Regions from separate parts of the Rattus norvegicus genome. Here all the other regions are linked to region 1. Evidence: chromatin contacts called from public Hi-C and HiChIP or PLAC-seq data. All regions are on one chromosome and are shown on one strand. The core of a region is the stretch at or near the end of the contact, and the rest is flanking DNA. Distances in the headings are between cores, read along the strand shown.

Region 1 (4,449 bases), core at 1,793-4,292:
TCTAATCTTTAAAAGTTTTGTTGGTCACCATATCTTTTATTCCCTGTAGGTACAAAGGCATAACCATTTCCCCATCTTAAAACTATTGCAGGTTTCCATTCTAACGTCCATGAACCCTTATAGTATGTTGGTTGGCCTAGCTCCTCGGTTGTTGTGATAACCCAGTGTCTCTCAGCTGCTGCAGTTCCTCTTTCACCAACATTAAGAAAACTGAGAGTCAACAACGCATTACTTAGTTTGTCCCTGGGGGGTTTTACTCTCCTTTTTTGTTTAATAAGCATCTCTTTTAAGGTATGGTTGGCACTTTCTGCTTGTCCTGTGGGATTATGTGGTATACCAGTAACATGTTTTATACTGTAATATGCAAAGAATATAATACACACACACACACACACACACACACACATATGAGCATTATCAGTTTTAATTTGTGCAGGTAACCCCATAGTGCTTTGGAGTGCCTTTTCTTTCTTAAATAACACACACACAACACACACACACACACACACACACACACATACACACACAACTTGTAAATAGCATTCTTAGCCTTATTACTGTAAATACTAAATAGTGTTGTGATCCAAATTACTAAAATAGGTGTACTGGGGGAGATGAAAGGTTCGCTTGCATGTACATGACACATGTGAGTTGGGGTGGAAGGGTTGGCATAGGGAAAGGAAGCTTCCTAGGTACTTCACGTGGCTAAATCAATTATTAGATTAAAAAGTATCAATAACTGTGAAGGAGCTAAACCTTGACCATACTTAAAGTGATCATACATTAGCCTGCCACAGATCCTGGATGCTAACGGAGGTTATGAGACTTCTGGGACAGGACTAGGCACCTGCTCCCTTGCAGAGCAGTGTGGTTCTCAACCTGTGGGACGCCACCCCCTGAGGCCAAACGACCTTTCCACAGGGGTCACCTATCACCACAGGAAAGCACAGATGTTTACACCACGATTCACAACAGTAGCAAAATTACAGTTGTGAAGTAGCAATGGAAATAATGTTATGGTTGGGGTCACCACAGCGTGAGAGACTGAATTAAATAAAGGGTCTCAGCATCAGGAAGGTTGAGAGCCACAGTCGTGGAGCAACAAGTTTTATGTTCACATCAGCTCTCCTATCCTCAGTCCCGTGGGGGTGATGCAAGTCAGCTTGGATGGATGTTGCACAGGCAGAAAGTTTGCATCATAGCTGAAGAATGTTTGGATTAGAGAGCCCTGGACTCTTGCTAGAGCTGGAGCCTGGTGTTTGCCTCGTGTTCCTAAGGCCCTATGTTCAGTCTGTAGAGCTGCAAAAGACGAACAAGACCCATCTTTTTAATAATGGGCAGCAAATGAACCTGCCTACCTTTTGTCCCAAAACATGCTGTATTTGTTTGATATTTTTAACTTCATCCTCTCCCTGAATTCTGTTTAGCTTTGCCCCGGCAGGAGACAAATGGTTCCTAGATTTGCAGACCTCAAATACTTCACTGTACCAGAAAAGAAAGGAAGCTGCGGTTTAGTGGAAGCCTCCATCTGTCTCTGTGGGTTCGTGGGTTCTGCTTGGACATGATGCTTATTTCTAAAACAGTTACCAGAGTAAATGGTTCTGTGGTGCTCCTTAAGTGGGAGGGGAAAATGCTGAGAAACAGCCCTGTAAATACCTCCATTAGCACAATTGAATAATAAAAAGTGTGTAAAGATTATTCCTGGATTGGCTCGCCCGCTGAGGCTCACATAAACACAGCACTTAAGGATCTCAGAAGGGAGTCAGTCTTCACTCTAACTGACCGCTCTTGCTTTTCCCTCTACCTTGCTGTGTCCCCTAACTCTCTTTCAGCTTCATTCACTTCCAGTGGACAGGCCACGTGATGTTGCAGTAAATATGACCACCGGTGAATTACTCAGTAAAGAACGCCTCTTTCCCCACCTCATTATTTTATATGTCAATGTCAGGAGAGGGTTCATAAAGCCCTGCTCAGACCAGTGCCTATCCCTTGGCCATATCAGAACTGCCAGTGGGAAGGAGCATTTTAACTGGCATACTCACAGGCCAGCTTCTCCTGGAGGCTGTTTTATTGCTACAGGGGTTCTGGAAAGATCCCTCTAGGACCTCAGTGTTCCACTGAGGGTGACTCTTGCGCAAGGAACGGACTTGTCATATTTGAGGAAAGATGGCTGGGGGGCATAGTACAGGACGGATCATCGAAATCCATATGGCTCTCGGAAAGAAGCATACACTAGAAATCTCATCTCTCTTCTGACTGCCAATGCTATAAACCCAGAATACTTCAAAGGACTGCTGTTTATCACGGTATACACCGGAGAACACTCCTTCAGTCCTTCATGGAGGACTTCGGGAGGATATTCAGCTGTTTCTGTTTGCGAGCTGAACATGATGCTGTGCAGCTTTAACTCGGGGGTTGATTGCTAACTGCTGAGCTAAGTGGGTGGGAGTCAGCAGTTCCCCGCAAGCCAACACACTAAAGGGATCCTGCGGACTTCCCCGCATAGGCCCCAAAAGCTTCCTTTCTCCAAACCCCAAGGCAAGAATTCTCCAACTGAAGATCTCCGCCCAAAGAAGGCCAGCAAGGTGCTCCGCCCAGAGGCGGGGTGGGTCGGCAGCCCAGGCTGGTTTAACTGGTCGGAACCACTAAAGTACGCAGACGCTTGGGGGAAAGTGTCATTTTCGATAGCTGCGGACACCCGGCCAGAGCTTGGGGAGGATTGCGCTTTCTTTCCTGCAGAGCTCCGCAGGGATCCCACACTGTTTTCACTGGGATTCGCTCCGGTAGGTGTGTGTTCCACTCGGTCCCCAGGACACTGCGCAGGCGCCTGCAGAGCCTTAGCGCTTGGCGCATCCTCTCGCGGGTTCCCTGTTTCCCCAACGAGTTCCATCTCGTGAGGCGCGATGCTTTCTGGGTGTTGTGGTTTGTGTCCGAGACACGGGCCTGCAGTGGCGGGGGTGGCGGGTTTACAAGAACTACAACTCCCGGCGTGCCCCGTGCGAGGACAAGGGGCGTTTGCCCTAGACGCCCCTAGCCGTCACGGCCAAGGATCGGAGGACCCGGGAAGCCGGCTGCGGCGGGAGGAGGGCGTGCGCGTGCGCGCTGGGCGGCTCGTCCTGTTCTGTCCCAATCATTGTAAACAGGCGGAGGCTGGGCGGGGTGGGAATGGGGCTCCCGCGGCCGGCCAGGGGGGCAGCGCAGGAGGCGGCGGTTGTAGCGGCAGCGTGAGTGCGAGGAGGCGGCGGCTGCAGCGGAGCGGACGGTCGCTCGGCGGCAGGCACTGGTCAGTGGCGGGGAGCGTTGGCTCGCGGGGGTCGCAGCGCTGCAGTGGTGTCTGTGGGAGCCGTCCGGCGCCCGGCCTTGCGCCCGCGCCTGTCATGCAGCGTGCTGGGCTTGGGATCCGGGGCTCGGAATTGGAGTTGGGGGTGGGGGGCGTGGCTGCCCCGCCTTACGTTGTCCGCGAAGGCTTCACTCCCCGAGCTTGCTCCTTTGGGGTGGGTCACCCCGCCTGCCGGACAGGCCTCCCTGGGACCTCCCGGTGTGTCCTGTGCTGCTGTGGGAGCCAGGGGCTAGCTGGGAGCCCAGCTGCTTCCTTGGATCTTCCAGGCCGCGGGGCATCCCTGCGGGCCACACCTGGCCGGAGCTGCGGCGGGGGACTGGCCTGACGCAGTCTTCCGGTTTATGGGTCTCACCTGGCTCGCCCACCTGTCTCCGCAAGCGGGGTGGAGTCGGGGAACAGCTCCTGCTGTGGCTCGTAGCCTGCGTTGGGCAGGGGGGCGACCCTGATTGTAGCGGTCCTTGTTTCAGGGTTCAGTGGAAGTGTTCGGCCAGATCTGGAGTTGAGAGCTTCGTTCTCAACGCGTTTTCATGCCGGAGTGTTCTTAGTCCAGGCCAGCTTTCTTTTTCCCGTCTTTTAAATATGTCGCAGTGAAACAGAGTTTGACAAAATATTCCACTTCCCAGTCTTCTGAAGTAGTGCTGGTTCAAGTTTGGGGATCATTACAAGGATTCTTCCAGAGAGAACAGCGCAGTTACCCTAATGTTATTGGAGATCACAGCCGTTTTCGTTTGGAGGTCTATGCCTGTGACAGAAGTGTGCTATACACTGTGTACATCGAGCTGTTCCACTGCCCAGCCTCAGTGGTGTTGATGGAATGAATGCCAGTGGGCTACCACTGAGTAGCTTGGGAAGCATTACTCATACCTGGCAGTTATTGACCAAGACCTTAGTGATAAGTTAATAGGCCTACTTTGGATTTAGTGTTCAGGTGCTAGCACTTGGAAAGGAAAGATCCCATCACTTTCTGTACTAGGAATTATATCGATGATTTCAAGGTCCTGGGTATCTTCCTCGAAATGAATAACTTCCTTTTAGTGGTGTTGGCATTTACAGGGGTTTGGAGCTTCTACTTTTTCAGTGTGTCCCATAGATTGGAGAGAGATAGGTTA
Region 2 (4,417 bases), core at 487-2,986, 200 kb before region 1:
ATTGCTTCAGGATTTATCAATGCCAGTGGCCTTACAGGTGTCTCACTGGAGTAGTAGGCACTCAGGAGGCAGACTCTGTGAGTTTGAAGTCAGCCTGGTCAAGGTATGGAAGTCCACACCAGACAGGGCTACTTAATGAGACTCTTAAAAAAAAAAAAAGAAAAGCTAGATTTATATTATGTGCATCAGTGTTTTGCCTGTGTGCTTGGTGTGCACAAAAGCCAGAAGAGCACATCAGACACCCAGGAACTGAAGTTACATATGGTTTTGAGTGGTCCTGTGGGTGTTAGGAACAACTGAATCCAGGTACTCCAACAGTGCTTTTAACCCCTAAGCCACCTCTCCACCTCTGCCTATAAAGACAGACTGGTCTGAGTGCTTATGATTTAGGGTTTAAGGTAGGTCTTTAAAGCTATATTTTGCGAGAAATATAGCTCTCTACATACACCACTGTTGGGTACTTGCCTGGCATTCGAAAGGACATAGGTTCTGTCCCCATTACACACATATATAGAGCTCTATAAAGGAACAATATTTCTGCCGCCCCCTCTCCTCCCCCAATCATAAAGAGAAACTTTTTGTTTGTGACACATATCCAAGTTGTTATATTCCGATAGCAGCAAAGTAGTTTCCTACTGTTCATACTGAAAATTTTTTTATACGTGAGGACAAGGAAGAAAATCTATCTTGATTTTTTAAAAATGCAGGTTTATGTCCCTGTCAAGTCTAAAAGTCACGTCAGAATTTTCAGCTTATTGGTAGGACTGTTAGACTCCCCATTAAGGTCCTAACGGATACTGAAGGAGGCCACAGTTAACGATGAGGGAGAAGATGGTTTCCTGTGGAGTATGTAACTTCTTGGGTGGTTAAGGCACAACGGTTGCAGGCTAACCGCTGTAGATAAAAAGCATTCAGAAGGAAGTCTGAGGACAAGCTGCTGCTGCGATGGTAAAAATTTCCCCACCTGCCCTATGAGACTTAGTACCACACGGACAAATTTAGTGAAATTTCTGTTCAAAAAGGTCAAAGGATGGCGTGGCTAGAACCGGGCATAATGCCACGTTCTCTGCAACCAGTGCTCACAGCCGTGCTTTGGGCACTGGGTGCGTTTGGCTTGGACGCCCCTCGGTCCGCGCCTCACACCGGCGCAGACACGCAACCCGGACCCGCCCCACCGCGCAGCGGTGTCCTCTCGCCGGCGCGACCACCGCTAACGAAACCCTCCCGGCCTCCAGCTGGTTTTGCCGTCCCAACTCAAACCCTGCAAAAATATGTGCGTTTCCTCCGCCGAGCGCCGGCACCCACGCCACCTTTTGCACATCTGGGGTGGTGGTACCAGGCTGCGTGTGCGGAGCGCCAGTAGCCCGCGGCTCCAGGGCGGCTCCGACTCCCACGCGGCGGCTCCCACAGCTCCTCGGGCGCGGCCGGCCCCGGAGGCTCAGGACTTCCGGCCCCCTCCACCAGCTCCGCTCCGCTCAGCTCAGCTCCCCACGACCGCCACCCGCCGCCGCAGGCTCCGCTCCTCCGGAGAGCCCAGGGACGGGCGCGTCGGGGGCGGGGCACGGCGGTCACGCCGCCCGTCCCGTGCCTGCAGGAGTCACGTGTCCGTCTGGGTCACGTGCTCGCGCCGCAGCCAATCGCGGAGAACGCTGTCCAAGAGCAAGGAGGCTGTGGTGAGAGACCGACCAAGACCGGAGATGTTTTCAAGCCTGGCCCCGGCGGCATCAGGGGCTGTTGCAGCGGCGACGGAGACACCGGCAGCGGCGGCCACCCGGAGGTCCTCGTTCAGGGGGTGAACCCTTCTGAGCCTGCCGAGCCTCGGGTCCGTGCGGGCCAGGGGGGCGTGGCGACCAGAGGGGAGGAAGGAGGGCGCGGTTTCGAGTCTGTCCCGGGCACCAGGGAGGAGACCCTCAGCCCTCAGTCGGGTTCCCCGTCCCCTCCCGGGAGCCAGGTAGGGGGTTGCGCCTGTGCCAGCCGCGCCCAGCCGTGTGCCACGCGCCGCCCGGCCCGGCCCAGCCCAGCCCGCGGCGCGGCCGTCCGGCCCGTGACAGGCCGTTGGTGGCCGCCCCGCCCGGCATCCTGACCCGTCGCGGTGCAGGTGGGGCCGCCGCTGGGCGACGCTCGGGCGGCGGCTAGCGCGAGCGCCTTGGCCGCCGCTTACCGGAACATGGCGCGGCCGGGAGGGCGCTGCCAGCGCACCGGGACGGACGGCATCGCGGGGGCGCGCCGTGCCGACGCGCGCTCCCGGTGCCAGCCGCGCTGCGTGCGCGGATGTCGGAGACTCGGTGCGGCCCGGGGCGTAGGAGGCGCGATGGTCCCGGGAGAGGTGCGTGAAAGCGAAATTGCTGCGGCTCGCGGAGCCAGTGCTGTCCTAAATGCCAGTGCGACCTTCCCTTGCCGCCTTGAGCGATCAGGTCTAGTTTGTGCCAGTTTCGATTGGAATGATGTTCAGAGACCCTTAGAGTGCATTGGAATCTTAGATGTGATTTTTGAAGAGTAATATGGGGATGACGCATCCTTCAGGATCCACGGCGTTGAATAAAAAGGCTGTACAAAGAGGTTGCCGAAACCCAGCTGACAGCTGTTTTAATAATTACAGTGAGAATAGTTGAGAATGGAAATGAACAGTATTGCACTAGTTGAGTACGTCGGAAACATTTGAAGCAGTGTGGTTATAGAGACTGTAATTTCCGCTAGACACCCCTTGAACTGGGGTGAAGTATGTTGCAAATCCGGCGATCAGTGACGCTTTGGGATTATCGCTAATTCTGTGGTTGAGATGAACCCGCATCCTCAGCCATGTGTTTCTCCTTATTTTAAATGGTCTGGGTCAATTATAAAGGAAGATGAACTATTCGAGTAAGTCATCCGTTCATTAAAAACATATGCCAAAGTAGGCGTCTAAAAATCTTGGCTACTGATCTTTTTCATCTTCTTCAAGCGTTACACAAAGGCTTTCCTGAAGATTAACTCAGAACTGGCAAAATGTGCTCTCTTGGTGCCAAATGGCTTAAAAGCAAAAATTCATTAGAATCGCTGACGTAACGATGAAGAAGTTATAGTACCCTTAAACACATTTCAGTATGACATTTAATATTTTAATACATTTGTTTACATGGTAAATGTGGCGGGCAGAGGACAACTTCCTATAGTTGGGGTTCCAGAGCTCCAACTCAGGCACTTAGGTTTGGTGGTCCTCACCCTTATGCTCTGAGCCATCTTGACCTCCTCCTGTTAATGTCTTGAGAACGCTTTCATTTGGATTAAAAGCAAAAATATGTAAGAGCATGCAACGTTTCGCCCTGAGGTTATAGATGCAGAGAGAACGGCTTCACTACCTAAGAGTTTTTACAATCGATAGAAGTACCAGTCGAATTTCTAACACTACAAGACAACTTGACCCAGGACAAACTTAATTGTTCACCATATGTGTTCTGTTTTAGAGACTGACAAAGTTCTCTGGGAATGAAACCATGGGGTTAAGGGTATTTGTGGAAGGAATATTAGAATTGAAAGTTGGAAGCAGTTCTCAGTTTGTTACAGTTTGTGTACTTTAAAATTGTCAACACTGACTGTGGATGGTTGAGACCGTGGGGATCTCTGGGTATGCACCCTATGAAATGTATTGGAGGAGGAGTTTCGAGAGCAACAGTGAGGGGTTGGGGATTTAGCTCAGTGGTAGAGTGCAAAGAGAGAGAGAGAGAGAGAGAGAGAGAGAGAGCACAACAGTGAAAGAACTCAGTTGCTGAAGATGTTCTTCAGTTTCGGTATTGGAAAAAATAATGGCTGGACTTTATCTGGAGCCAGTTGAGTACGTGGGGAAAGCAGATGCTTTTATTCAGATCACAGTGTTGTGGGGGTGTAGCTTGGGTGGGACCCCGAATTTCAGCCCCAGCATTGCATGCAGCAGGCTTGATAGTTAACGTATGCTCTCTGTAAACCCAGCACTCAGGAAGTAGAAGTAGGAGGATCAGTTCAAGGTGGTTAGAGAGATGGCAATCTGAAAGCCTAGGCAAGAAGCGCTAGATTAGATCCCCAGCAACTGTGGAAAGCCAGGAGCCAGAGCACACTCATAACTCTGGCCCTGGGGAAGGAGGGGCAGGGAGAACCTCTGGGGCTTTCTGGTCAGCCAGTCTAGCCAAATTACCAGGCTCCAGGTTCAGTGAGAGACTCTGACTCAAAAAATAACATGGAAAGCAATCAAAGATGTTAATAGTGGTGATACATGTATTACACACATGCGTCTGTGTGCATATGTATACACAAACACACCCACCACACACACAAAAGTGTATGCCACATGGTAAGTTCTAGGCCAACCTGAGATACACTAGACTCTTTCAAAAAAATGACCATCCTAAATCCCTTCTTTCTCCATAGGAGTTATTGGGGAAAGTGATTGATAGTTTCTAAAGTT
Region 3 (4,474 bases), core at 1,040-3,539, 220 kb before region 1:
GCCTGGCTCACATATAAGGACAAATTCGGTTCTCAGTTTGTGTGTGTGTGTGTGTGTGTGTGTGTGTGTGTTGTGTTTCTCTTCTCTCTCTCTCATACACACACACACACACACACACATACACACACACACACACACACACCACACCTTCCCCATGTGTCCTTGGCCAGTTGGCCTCTTCCCCTCTTCCTCTCTTCCTCTCTATCTCTTCTTTCTCTTTCTGTCCTCCTCTATCCCCCTTTCCCTTCTGAAATAAACTTCCTTTATACTAAGCTGGTCACTTGAATGGATTGTTCAGGGGTCTGCCCCAGCGTGGGCCAGCTGGGATATGCCATTCCAATCTATCACTGCATCACCCCAAGGTGGGCAGGAGGCAGGGGCAGGCAAGGGGCAAGGATGGGATGAGGAGTGGAATCCTGAGGTGAGGCTGTCTGAGTCCAGCTCAGATGAAGCAGGGAGTGTAGTCATGGGAGCCTGTGGCTGGGAATCAGGGTTCGTATCAGCCCATTGCAAAGCAGGTGGTTGGGGATTTGGAAGCCTGACTTAGCTAGAATGAAGGCAGAAGGCTGGGCCTCCATGGGACCCTCTCTTAGCATCTTCAATGCTCTCTCATTGCCCCTCATCTGCCCTAGTATGGCAGTGCCTTGCTTCTAAACCTGCCTGCTAGTTCTGTTCAAAACCCAAGCACACCTTCCAATGCCAAACTGAAGATTTGAATGCAGTATATGAAGAGTAGTTTTCCTGACGTTGGAAAAGAAGTTTACTGGAGTCCAGGTTGGACTGCCTTTCATATGCTAAGTATAGTACAAGATGCTGAACTTAAGAAGATGGGAAATTCTTTCCCCATGGAGGTTAGAATCGGGTGGCAAGGGAGGCAGGCATATTTTTGTGGTACCTCCATGACTAATCTAGACTAGGAGGTCTGAGAGACCCCTAATACAATATGATGAAGCCACGTTGAAGAATCCACACAGTACCATCCGTCTAGGAGGTCCTTTGGCTTAATTTGTAAGGTGATCTGATTTTAGTTGTTTAAGAATCGCGTGTATCAGTGTCAGGTGAACTGGGTTTGGTGGTGATGCTTGAACGGTGGTGGCATGAGGGTCATGAGTTCAAGACTAGCTTTACCTATAGCGAGCTTGAGACCAGCTTGGGCTACATGAAACTCTGAAAGGCCAAACTATTACTGCTGCTAATGACAACACGTTTGGGTGTGCACACACAATAATATAAATGGACATTGGGATACGAATTATCTTTTCTTCTTCAGTATCTTTTCAGTCCCTCAGAGAAGTACTGAAACAAATTTAGAAGTGGCAAACTAATACTGGAGATAATGCAGTAAGAACCAAGGTATTTAGTATCATTGATTGGAAACGCTGTCTCTTGAGTCGAATAATTTGTAGAGTATGATTCAATGGATTATGTTAGGTTTCTTTTTTGAAGGATAACCTTTCAGACTCTACATACTGTTGTCAAAATTCCAGGAACTATTCACAACTTTATTATAGCAAAAGGAAAGGGGTAGATACAGGAGAAGACACACACAAAATGACAGTCAAAGGAAGAGTCAAAAATAAGTTAAAAGTCCAACATGGCGGTATGCTCTTGTCTGAAGGTTGAGGAGGATCACGCAGAACCTGTGTGAATATCTAAAGCTGGAAACAGCACGATGCCTACTATAGCTGCTAGGAATTTCCAGAGATCAACCACATATCAAGAACTCAGTGGCTTCCCCACCTCCACCAGTTTCACTATGGAAAATGTCTAGAGCATACACAAGCACAAAGAATATTTGTTCGTCGAGCGCGTAGCATCGACAGTCATCATTTCTACCTCCCACTTCCTGGCATTCCGAAGTCAATTCCAGCTAGCCTATCCTTTTACAGACTCTAAAAGCGAAGTCTTGGAAGACAAGGCACTTGCTGTTCAGGTCCACTAAGTGGCAGCCCTTTAAGTACGATCGGGTGTAAGATAAGTCTCAGCCGACCGGATTGTGCAGGAAGTAACTGCAATACCAGAAGAGGTGTTTGACAGAACAAACACAAGATCCTCCAGGAGGCCCGCTTCGTCCTCAGGGCCGGGACTCAGCTTGCCCAGCCGGCCTTTTAGGGATTGGGCTGTTCCAGCAGGCCACGCGCGCCCTCGCGCGCCCGGGCGCCTGGAGCTGCGCACTCTTCCAGACGCCCAGGCTCGGGCTCGTGAGCGTGCGCCGTGCGTCCCGGGCTCGTGAGCGCGCGCGCCGTGCGTCCTGGGCTCGGGGCCGCGCCCGCCGGGCCTCCAGGCTCGTTCGTTCCCTGTCAGCCTAGAGCGGCCAGGGTCGGAGAACCGCGTACCCCGCCATGTTCTCCTTGGCGCTGCGGGCCAGGGCGTCCGGCCTCACCGCTCAGTGGGTAAGAGGCTCGGGGTGAAGCGGGCACTGTCGCCATAGTCGCCGCTCTTTATGTTTCTCTTAGCTTTGGTACCCGGAGACCCCAGGGTGCTGGATAGGTCAGCTGGCGATGGCGGAGACGCCGCGGCCTTCGTCCTGGGTGCCTCCGGGATGCCCCTCAGCTGCGGCGGCGGCGGGTGGCCGGCCGCCCGCACCGGGCCCGGAAAGTCACCCTAACTTAGTCAAGGTCAGGAAGGCGGTTGTCATTTGTCCCGGTGCGGAACCTAGTGAGATCCTGGCGGCCTGCTGCTTCCAGGAACCCGGCAGCGAAGAAAGGGGCTTCTTGTCTGTCAGACTTAGCGGCAACGCTGCAACAGAATTAAAGGCATGCTGGAGAAAACGCTGATGTGCTTGGTGAAGGCTTGCCGAGTTCCTTCATCAGGCCTAGATGAAGGTGACCAGCGTTTCATTTACTGAAGTTGTCCATTCACTATAGGAAATGCTCCGCAGAAAATCGTAGGAACTAACCGTGAAAGAATAGTAGCATTGATTAAGAGGCGTAGCTTTATGATCATTTGATTGTCAGGTACGTCTCAGATAGGCAAAGGAATTGAACTGAAGTTGAAACACTGAAGCGAACCTAAAATGCAGACTTCAGGGCCTGCGAGATCGCTCAGTGTGGAAAGGCCTTCAGGTGTGAGTTGTCCTCTGACCTTCACGTGTGTGACTTGTGTCCGGAGAGTGCAGGGGCACACAGTAAATAATGGCTGTCGTAATTAACTACACAGCAATTACAGGATAGAAAAAAGCCTTGTTTGGTTGGTTGGATTTTTATTTTCCCAGCAGTAAAACAAAAATTAAGTTGGTGTTCAACAAAACACAGTATGTATTAGTATAGAATCCATTCAGGGCTTTCTTTAGACTTAGACCTGTGTTTTGAAGGGTAGCATCCCAGGTGACCTTTTGTAGTTATGTGACATGATCTAGAGCAATTAGTCTTTGTTTCTTCAGATGTGAAATGGGAATATTGAGTCTGTCCCTAGTTGTTTGAATGTATTTCTAGGTCCAGGTAACAATGTGGATTGGATTATAGTACTTTTTTTTTTTTCCTTTTGAAATTAGATCTCACCATGCAGCCCTGGCTGGCCTGGAGCCTGCAAAGTGGGCCATGCTGGACTTGAATGTTTGTTGGTCCTCTTGCCTTGCCTCGAGTGCTGAGATTACAGGTGTGAGCTTCCGTGTCCTGCTGGAGTATAGTAACGATGGGTGATGTTTGATGGCCCTTTGCTGTGTGTTTAATAGGCGAATTTATATCTTAGAGGGTGGTGCAGTGTTTTCATCACTACAAATTAGAAACGAGTCTGGTTTTTGTGGGGTTACTTCATGTAAGAACACTCATAAGGTACATATGAGTATGGCTGGCCACATGTGATATCCTAGCATTCAGGAGTTAGAGGCAGGACCATGAGAGTGCTTGTTATCATTAGCTATATGCTCAGTTTGAGGTCAGCCTGGCCTATATAAATTCCTGTCTGTAAAATATCCCCAACTCAAATCCCAGCCCCCTACAACAAACTAAAAGGAGACCGTGGTAGTGTAGAGTAGTAAAGAGTCAGGGAAAGGCTTTATGTAGAGTAAGGGTCCTGCTTTGAGTAGATGACTGATGCAGGAGTGGGGGTGGAATAGGTCTGGTTGGAGTCAGACACTGGAAGGTCACATAGGTAAGAGAGGCTGTGTGAAACATCTGGTTGAGGAGGAGAAGTAGGGGCATAAAAGTTCCTATAGATGGGGTTGGGGATTTAGCTCAGTGGTAGAGCGCTTGCCTAGCAAGCCAAGGCCCTGGGTTCGGTCCCCAGCTCCGGAAAAAAAAGAAAAAAAAGTTCCTATAGACATCTTTTGTTTCTTTTGTTCCTGAGGCAAAGGGTAACAAGAAGTAACTGAAAAGCAGGATTTTGTTTTGTGGGTGTTGTTGTTTTGAGACAGTTTCTTTATGTAGCCTTGGCTAGCCTGGAAGGAAGACTATCCTAGCCTCAAACTCAGATCCACATGCACTCCCGGGCCTCTGCTTTCAGTTTTGAAATGTTTTCCCTTGTGATAGTGGAT

Evidence for each region. Hi-C and Micro-C count contacts between places; a contact is called where the count stands out from the background. HiChIP or PLAC-seq counts read pairs in DNA pulled down with a chosen protein or histone mark.
Region 2: a Hi-C map of mammary epithelial cells shows a contact between it and region 1, with 1.9 times the contacts expected there. The contact joins the promoter of Ankrd12 here to the promoter of Ralbp1 in region 1. A contact is called at or near these places in 2 of 12 Hi-C or Micro-C datasets (frontal cortex and mammary epithelial cells).
Region 3: an H3K27ac HiChIP or PLAC-seq map of oligodendrocytes shows a contact between it and region 1, with 3 times the contacts expected there. The contact joins the promoter of Ndufv2 here to the promoter of Ralbp1 in region 1. A contact is called at or near these places in 4 of 12 Hi-C or Micro-C datasets (the A7r5 cell line, Schwann cells, hepatocytes and 1 more) and 1 of 1 datasets of contacts at active chromatin or transcription factors (oligodendrocytes).

Annotation. Positions count from the first base shown.
Region 1 is chr9:112,938,252-112,942,700 of GRCr8, reverse strand. It overlaps Ralbp1 (ralA binding protein 1), which reads left to right and starts at 3,042. Exons shown (of 10, transcript NM_032067.2): 1 at 3,042-3,283.
Region 2 is chr9:113,132,081-113,136,497 of GRCr8, reverse strand. Ankrd12 (ankyrin repeat domain 12) reads left to right here and starts at 1,736. Exons shown (of 13, transcript NM_001108238.1): 1 at 1,736-1,822.
Region 3 is chr9:113,155,335-113,159,808 of GRCr8, reverse strand. It overlaps Ndufv2 (NADH:ubiquinone oxidoreductase core subunit V2), which reads left to right and starts at 2,289. Exons shown (of 8, transcript NM_031064.2): 1 at 2,289-2,393. The coding sequence starts at 2,343.